2 separate regions of the Hordeum vulgare genome follow, and region 1 is linked to region 2. A link is a contact called in public Hi-C data. All regions are on one chromosome and are shown on one strand. The core of a region is the stretch at or near the end of the contact, and the rest is flanking DNA. Distances in the headings are between cores, read along the strand shown. Region 1 has its middle 7.8 kb from the start of LOC123415338. Region 2 holds the start of LOC123446135 (60S acidic ribosomal protein P2B-like).

Evidence for each region. Hi-C and Micro-C count contacts between places; a contact is called where the count stands out from the background.
Region 1: a Hi-C map of seedling shows a contact between it and region 2, with 5 times the contacts expected there. The contact joins the enhancer-like site here to the promoter of LOC123446135 in region 2. A contact is called at or near these places in 4 of 6 Hi-C or Micro-C datasets (leaf and seedling) and 1 of 1 datasets of contacts at active chromatin or transcription factors (embryo).

The regions. Positions count from the first base shown.
Region 1 is chr1H:468,732,841-468,737,106 of MorexV3_pseudomolecules_assembly, reverse strand. No RefSeq gene overlaps it. Among protein-coding and RNA genes, the nearest start is that of LOC123415338, 7.8 kb to the right of the region's middle. Within about 2 kb of position 2,521, at least 3 of the 3 cell types and tissues checked have open chromatin away from gene starts, as enhancers often do. A contact at or near this core is called in leaf and seedling, where this site is marked.
Region 2 is chr1H:468,618,722-468,622,559 of MorexV3_pseudomolecules_assembly, reverse strand. It overlaps LOC123446135 (60S acidic ribosomal protein P2B-like), which reads left to right and starts at 1,439. Exons shown (of 4, transcript XM_045122835.1): 1 at 1,439-1,534; 2 at 2,109-2,215; 3 at 2,561-2,787; 4 at 3,046-3,265. The coding sequence starts at 2,128. The coding sequence ends at 3,072.

The DNA of each region.
Region 1 (4,266 bases), core at 1,272-3,771, 110 kb before region 2:
TAGGGCGTCCCATGAGTCTGGCCCGTGAAGATAGGTCAACGGCCCGAGGACCCCTTAGTCTCGGACTCCCTCACGCATGAACTCATATCGATACGCTATCACATACCGAGCCTTCTTCTTCATACTAATGGAAAAGTCTCATTTCAAACCTTGAATTTGTAGAGCTTAGCTAAATCGAACCCCCAGCTTCGAATCCCGCTCGTTGGAACCCTGAACTTATCAACTCTATTTTTTTGTATTTGTGCCCACTTGCACAACGAACTTAAGTTAGTTTCCATAATTCTTTTTTTCGTACTCATGCATAGTAACATTGTTTTCTTTCTCTTTTGATTTTCCGTTTTCATAATTTCTACTACCATTTTATATCCCTTTTTGTTTCTTTTTAATTTACAATTTTCCTAGATATTTTTTATTTACTTATTTATTTTTCTGTCCACCTTTATTTTTAATTTTTCCTTTTCACTATTTATTACCACATTGTTTTTTAAACATTACATATCTACTTTGGTGTATTTTTTTGAATATACATTGAGCATTTACAATACATGGTCCATTTATCTTAAATATATTTTGAACATTTTTGAACTTCGTAAACTTTTTTAGAATTCATGAATATCCTTCAAACTTGTTAAGGTTGTGTTTGGTTGCAAAGTATTTTTAAAGTATTCGAAGAATACTATAGTTTTTCAAAATACTATGGTTTTAAATACTTTGAGGTGTTTGGCTCTAGCTAAAATTGTAGTATTATAAACAACAAAATTTGCAAAACTGCAATATTTTTGCAGTATTAAAAGAAATATGTCGGGACCTCTTTTTAAAAAACTAAGAAACGCCACAAAAGCTTTGTCTTAGCGGTGGCCTATTACGACATTGTATACTTTGATTGCCAAACATGTCATTGTTTTCAGATTACTTAAAAAAAACTGTTGCTTTCATAAACTATAGTTTTCGTTGTTATTAGTATAAAAAAACTGTAGTATCAAAATACCGAGGTTTAATAAAACATTGCTTCCAAACAGAGCCTAAGGTTTTCAAAAACATCATGAAAACTAATTCAAATTTGCAAATATCTTTTGACTTCGTGAACATACTTTGAATTTGTCATGTTTGTTCAAGTTCGCAAATGATTTTCAAACTCGTGGACATTTTTCATATTCATGAACACTTTGTAAATTTGCGAACATTTTTTGAGTTTGTGGACATTTTTTCATATTTTGAGTTCATGATCTTTTGTCAAATTCATGAACAATTTTTAATATTCAAAAAAAAAGTTGGAATTCATGATATATTTTTTTTCAAATGCAAGAAACCTTTTCAAATTCGCGAACATTGTTTTAGTTTGCGACTAAACTCTTAAAGATTTTTCAAATTTCTGAATATTTTGTATTTTTGAATTTATTTCCAGACTTGTGAACATTTTTTGAGTTCATGGGCATTCAAACATATGAAGTTTTCGTACTTTATTATTATTTTAGATTTCGAACATTGAGCCTGTTTAGGACTGCTCTGCTTCACAAAATTCATCTGTGCTCCAGAAAAGAGAAGCCAAATGGAATAGCTCCACGATATGCTGCTCTGAAAAAAACTAGAATCTGGGGTAGAACTTTAAAGTTTTTATGAAGCTCCTCAAAGGGTGCTCTAAAAAAACTCTAAAAGCTGGAGTTGGGGGAAATTAGTCACCACTGCCACCAGTAAGTGGATACCCCTTCATTTCTTCCCCTTCAACCAATCAAATAGATTATTTCTATCAAATTTTTCTATTCTTGAAGCCGGAGCTAGATGGAAATTACCCACCGTTGCCACTGTTCATCGGTCAACCGCACGGATCGCATCGCACATGGTCCAGGGGCCCACGCTTCACCGTCGTCCGCCGTGGCGCCACCGATCTCATCTCGCACCAGCAGGGCAGATAGATGGATGGTCCAGGCCGCGCATGCGACGGGCTGAAACAACAGCGAGGCGCCACCTTCTTCCTAGTACATAGTACGGCACATCAGGCGATGAGGAATCGGACACGCCTACGCGTCCAAACACTGTTAAACGCACACCTTCAACGGCTCGAGCCAACACCGACCCTACGCGTCCGCGGTGCGCACGTACCGCACGAGCTCTGTCCGTTCTCATAATTGGCGTCGTACATGCCGTCCGGCGGGGTTCAGATGACCCTGAGAAACCGTATGCCTTCCCTGTGGAACTACAGTGGTTCGTGTCCACGGCCGGGGGCCACGCGCACGGCACGTTCGGGGCTCGGCCGACCGCGCGCGTGCGCCCATGGCCGCCGTCGTCGTCGTCGATCGTCGTCGCGGGAGACCATCTTTGTAGGGCACAAAGTTGCTGCGCCTTGACCAGTTCCGGCGGTTTTAGAAAACCACATGCATAGTAGTATATCGCACGGTTCGCGACGCAGGCCCTGCACTGGACGTCGTTCATGAACAGCGAGCTGCACCAAGGAATACGGGTGGAGACACTGGACCCGTCCAGCAGCCAGCGGATATGGATGGAGTGGCCAGCGCACCACGCGGGCGATTCCTGGGGGGTGGATCGGTCGATCGGCGCGGTCGTGTCAGGACAGCAACGTCCGATAGCGGGACGATGTGGATCGTGTCGCGGGTGGATCGAGTGATCGCGCCCGCCGGCAAGCGGATTGCTACCTAGATCTCCATCACGATCGAGTGGGGGGACGCATTTAATTTGGTTTTCGTCCCTTCCGTCCTGTACGCTGTGAGCGATCGTCTCTTTTGTCCACTTATTCTCTCCTGGGAGAGGGAAATGTGATGCCTCTTGCGCCCGACGCGGACACGGGCCTTTCCTTTTTCTGCCCAGATCCTCTGCTATGCGTGTGACTTGTGTCATGCTCACGCTCACGCTCACGGGTCGGAATTGACGGTGCCGGCTTCCACGGGGAATATGTGGCAAACGAATCCAATACGCACCGCGTCAGATGGTCTCAGTTAACATAGATTCTTCCTTCACAATACGTAAAACATGCGTTTATTTTCGTAGATAGAAGAATGGAATAACGAGAACGGATTTACTCCCTCCGTTCCTAAATATAAGTTTTTTTAGAGATTTCATTAATAAACTACATACGAATGTATATAGACATACTTTAGAGTATATATTCACTTATTTTGCTTCGTATGTAGACTCCTAGTGAATGAAATATCTTAAAAGACTTATATTTAAGAACGGAGGGAGTAGATTACATCACACGACCCGTAGAGACGTGAGGGTAATGCTCCGAGTAGACAAAAGAGGGTTGTTTAACACTATAACCAAGGGTCTATCTCTCAGGGATGATATGGCCTAGCCTAGCATTGCGCATTTTTTTTCTAGATAGCTTACACCTAATGAACGATGAAGGTCGAGCAGCATCAAAGTTATAGTTGTTGCGATGTTTTTAAATCTTCAATGCCGTCAGGATGATGACCGAGGAAAGGCCACATCGAAAGGGTCTTCAAGTGTTGAAGCAGGAGGATGCCCACCAGAAACCAAAGTGGTCGTTGAGCAAGGTATGGTGGCCATGGAGCGACACCAGGCCAGACCTCTTTACTTGTTAGACTTTTTTATTTTTGTCACTCCAGTCTTCCTTAATAAAATAAGTCAAATTGTTGCATCTTTCACATAAAAGGAGTCGACTTTCGCTGAGAAAATGAGATTCGAGTCACTACTCTGAACTTTATATGTTAGGAACACCGCTATGCACATAAAAACATAAGTGGATGGTTAGGTTTTAACCGAAATTTGGTTGGTGGTCAAACTAATCTAATCTATACGAGGAAATGAAGAAGGGTAGGTTGACCCACATAGGCATCCCGAATAGAAAAGACATGGCTTTCCTCACTATATATGCTCACCTTTCAACATTTGAGATCAAAGAAATGCGGGTATCTTTTGACACAAAAAAGCACCCCATCAATGGTTCTTCTCACAAAACTAAAACGATTACTTGGGTTGTCGTGGGTGCTAAGAACTTGGGAACAATCATTGCCACGAGAGTAGATTTTTTTCGTTTTCGTGAGATGTTGTAACACACGCTAAAGCTATGTTCTCTCTTTAAATAATTAATGAGGCAAAGTTGTTGCCTCCTTTCAAGAACATGAATGAAGATGAATCCCGTTACATATTCGATTTTAGATTTTTAGGCTTAAAAACCAGACGCCTTGAGGTAAGGTGGATGCAGATCCAATGCATGGCAATTACTTGCTACAACATGTCAAATTTAAGGGAGTGAAAGGTATGTGTAGTTGTTTCTATGGGCACGGT
Region 2 (3,838 bases), core at 190-2,689:
CTTTAAAAAATATATCCATACAATGTTAGAAAATAATCCTTTCGTTTCTAATTATAAGTCTTTTAAAATATTTTACTATGAACTACATACTGATGTATATAGACATATTTTAAATTGTAAATTCATTTATTTTAATCCTTATATAATGTTTAGTAAAATATTAAAAAAAAAATTAAAAAACAGAGAGAATATTAGGGAAGGGCGAGTACCGCAGGACCTGATCTTTGATGTTCTTTGCGGTAAATAGGAGGGTGCAGCACAGAAAGCGTCTTGGGTGGCCTGGCCCATGGGGCGGGCAAACTGTCGTTAGTCGGAATCGAGTCATACCCTGCCTACCATTGCATATGGCGATATAGAGAACTAAATTACTATTGCTAACATTTTAAAATTTTAAAATTTGTTTGAAATACTAATGTTCTGAATGCGAACATTTTTTAAAAATATGCTCATTTTGAAAAACTGTGACATTTTTCATAATACATTTAAAAACACCAATTTTTGAACTTGTGAGCATTTTATAAAATATGAATATTTTATGAAAATATGAAACATTTTTGTAAATAAAAAAATCTGAAAATGTTTTTTTTGTCTTTTGGACATTTTTAAAGAACAGAAATACATTTTTATAATTATGAACATTTAAAAAAAGTAAAGGAACAAAAAAGAAACCAGACAGTGTCCTTCTAGAAGGTTCCCAAAGGCAAATCATGCGGTATGTGGATTTACCTAAAGTTCGACGCAATGAGTTTCACATAGGAGTTTCTTAAAGAAAAGAGTGTCAAATAGGGAATACCGGATACTGTTCGCAATAACTGATTTACTGGAGGATTCGCGACCGAAAATCCATAGCTGGACATGATTACGTCTTATCCCGGTTGAACAATAAAATGAAATAAAATAGCGAAAGAATTCAAAATATATAGTTATACATTAAAGATGAGCAAGTTTTCTATGGGCGTACAAAGTTTCATGGCAATGTGGCATAGGAGGAGCTGGGACAAAAATACACAACCAGTGCGCCAAAACAAAAAATCCTGAACCCTTTTTAAAACTCTTATTTTTGTCCATTGCCCCTATGAATGATGTCATATTGACATGGATTTTTTGATACACTTGCAAAACTTGTGGATCTTTCGTACCAAAAAATTCTTTATTTTTATATTTCTTTTGATTTTAATGTTCATCGCCAGGAGTAGATTTTTTTCAGAGATAACTGTACTTTCGTTGATTTTGTTTTTGAGCGAATAGAATTTTGATTTTACTGTTTATCACTACTAGGAGTCTAGGAGTATATGGACTGATTGGGTGCTGCGGTTCTGAGCCGTAAACTGCGATATTGTGGCCCGTGGGCTTGTGTTTGGACCTCGGGGGACTATCCCGGTCCATCCAGAGCCTTCCGAGAGGCCGAGTGGTCTCTGATTCGGCCCGCTTGGCCGTATATAAAAGCGAAATGGTTCGGCTCATTTGGCTAGAACCCTAGAACGCTCGACCCTCCGCCGCCGCCGACCCCACGCTTCTCCTGTGCAGCTCCGAGGTAGGCTTTGCCCCAATCTCATCCTCTTCGCAGTCAATTTTGCGGTAGCCAAGCGCCCTCCTGCAACGATCTTGTCACCTAGTGGAAACCTGTGTAGTTCTGCGAGTATCTACGTCTCTTTGGTAGGGGAATTATTTGTAGGATTTAGAGATATGTGTTCTTGATTGGTCGTCTTAGATATGTGCTGTATAGTTTTTTGCTTAATTCCTGCTCTGCTAGGTCTCTAGCTTGCCCTTTCGCATCAGATTTCAGGAATACCCCCATTAGACCTCGGATTTCCCCATTTACAAACACGCCCGGTCATTTGGATCTATTCGTGCGTGGATTATTGCGTATCATAAGATCGAAATTTGAATATCTCTAGTGAAGAAACCTCGGGCTTCCAAGTCTCGGATCTAAGATGCACCGTTGAGTCATGTTGATTAGTTTCCTTTCACGCATAAATGCATAATTGAAATTTTTATGTGCATAATCCCCTATACTTGAACCCTCCAATGTTTATCTATCTGAAATTTCTTAGTTAGGGATAATTGCTATTTGTTGATTTTATATCGAAGCCTCTTTCTGTTTTCAGGTAATTCGTAGTTTACACGATGAAGATGATCGCTGCCTACCTGCTCGCCTACCTGGGTGGGAACTCTTCCCCGACTGCCGGTGACATCAAGAACATCCTGGAATCAGGTAATTCTACTTTGTTGGGTGCAAGTTGTAGTTGTTCAGATGCTTTTACTTAGACAGTGCTTCCAGCTTTTCTTATGGTTTGGTATATTTGGCATGGTCTACTTTTGTTGCTGAACACAAATCCAATAATTTTTTCAGTGGGGTCCATTGAATTTTAATTCATTATAAGTTTAAATTGTACAATAACCTACTGCTAGTTGTGATTAAGTTTACATCTCAAAACATCTGGTACTTTGATAGAATGTGAGAGCAAAAAAGGCTTATTACCTGGGGAATTTTTATGAAAATATTTTATACCATCTGTGTATCATTTCACTAAATAATGACTTCTGTTCTCTTGTACAGTTGGGGCTGAGGCTGATGAAGAAAAACTTAAGTTCCTTCTTGCTGAACTCAAGGGTAAGGACATCACAGAAGTGATTGCAGCTGGAAGGGAGAAGTTTGCCGCTGTGCCTTCAGGTGGGGGTGCCATTGCTGTGGGAGCTCCAGCTGCTGCAGCTGGTGGTGCCGCAGCACCTGCTGCTGAGTCAAAGAAGGAGGAGAAGGTTGAAGAGAAGGAAGAATCTGATGACGTAAGTGTTTCTCTAGCTTGCAATGGTTTCCAGTTACTTTAGTGCTGCCCATATGTTATTCTAGCTCGATTTTGCTTATATGAAGCAACTCACAAACATAAACTCAATTCATTGTTTAAGTGTTATTGCAAGTAGCTATTTTAGAGTTTGGCATGCAATTGCCCTTACGAATGCAATTCTTTCACTGTCTAGTCACAGTATGTGCAGTTGTGTGTGAATTACTGTCACCTTGCTTACGATCTTTTATTCTTTCTGCAGGACATGGGTTTCAGTCTATTTGACTAAGCACTTCAGCTCCACCCTCTACGCTCTGTTTACCCTAGTATCTGTCGCGTGTGGCATGGTACAACAGCGTCTGCATAATCTAGAGACCTAAAGTTCGTGCTATTTTGCTTGGGACAATGTATATGTTTAGTACCTTCGTATGTGCGTGTGACTGCTTCTGCAGCTTTGAGAAGTTGATTGATAATTCGCTGGAGTTATGTTTCTTGCATCTATCTTTTTATGTTTCCGATTGATGGTATTTGCACATGATCTTTTGATTTTCTTGATGATATCATTAACGGATCTGGATTTTTGCTGCGACTGAATGCTCGTTCCTCATGCTGTTGTGAATCTATCTGACTATTTCTTGCACTGAGAGATCGTTCTGTGCATCAGTTGCTTGCTTTGAAAAAATTATATGCTTTTTTTTCATTGTGTTTGGGCAAATCATGCTCCAAAATATCAGGGATCGATATCGGAATAGGGCCCCTAAAAATCATGTAAATAGTGTTGTAGAAAGATCTCTTTCAGTCGTCGCTCTGGGGTTGCCCTATTCGATGGACGAATTTGGTGAGCTGATCTGCTCTGATCCAAGAGGAAAGATGTAGGTGTAATTTTTTGAAAATATGACGATTGAAAGTTGGAAATAATTTTTGTGACATGTACGGTGAAATGAATATTGATCTAAATAAATTGGAGAATCAATCAGTGAACAAGAATGGGAATAAAAAACAATCCTTTGCACCTTGTCTCTTTAGTATTGGCAGTTCCGTCACTTCTGGCATTC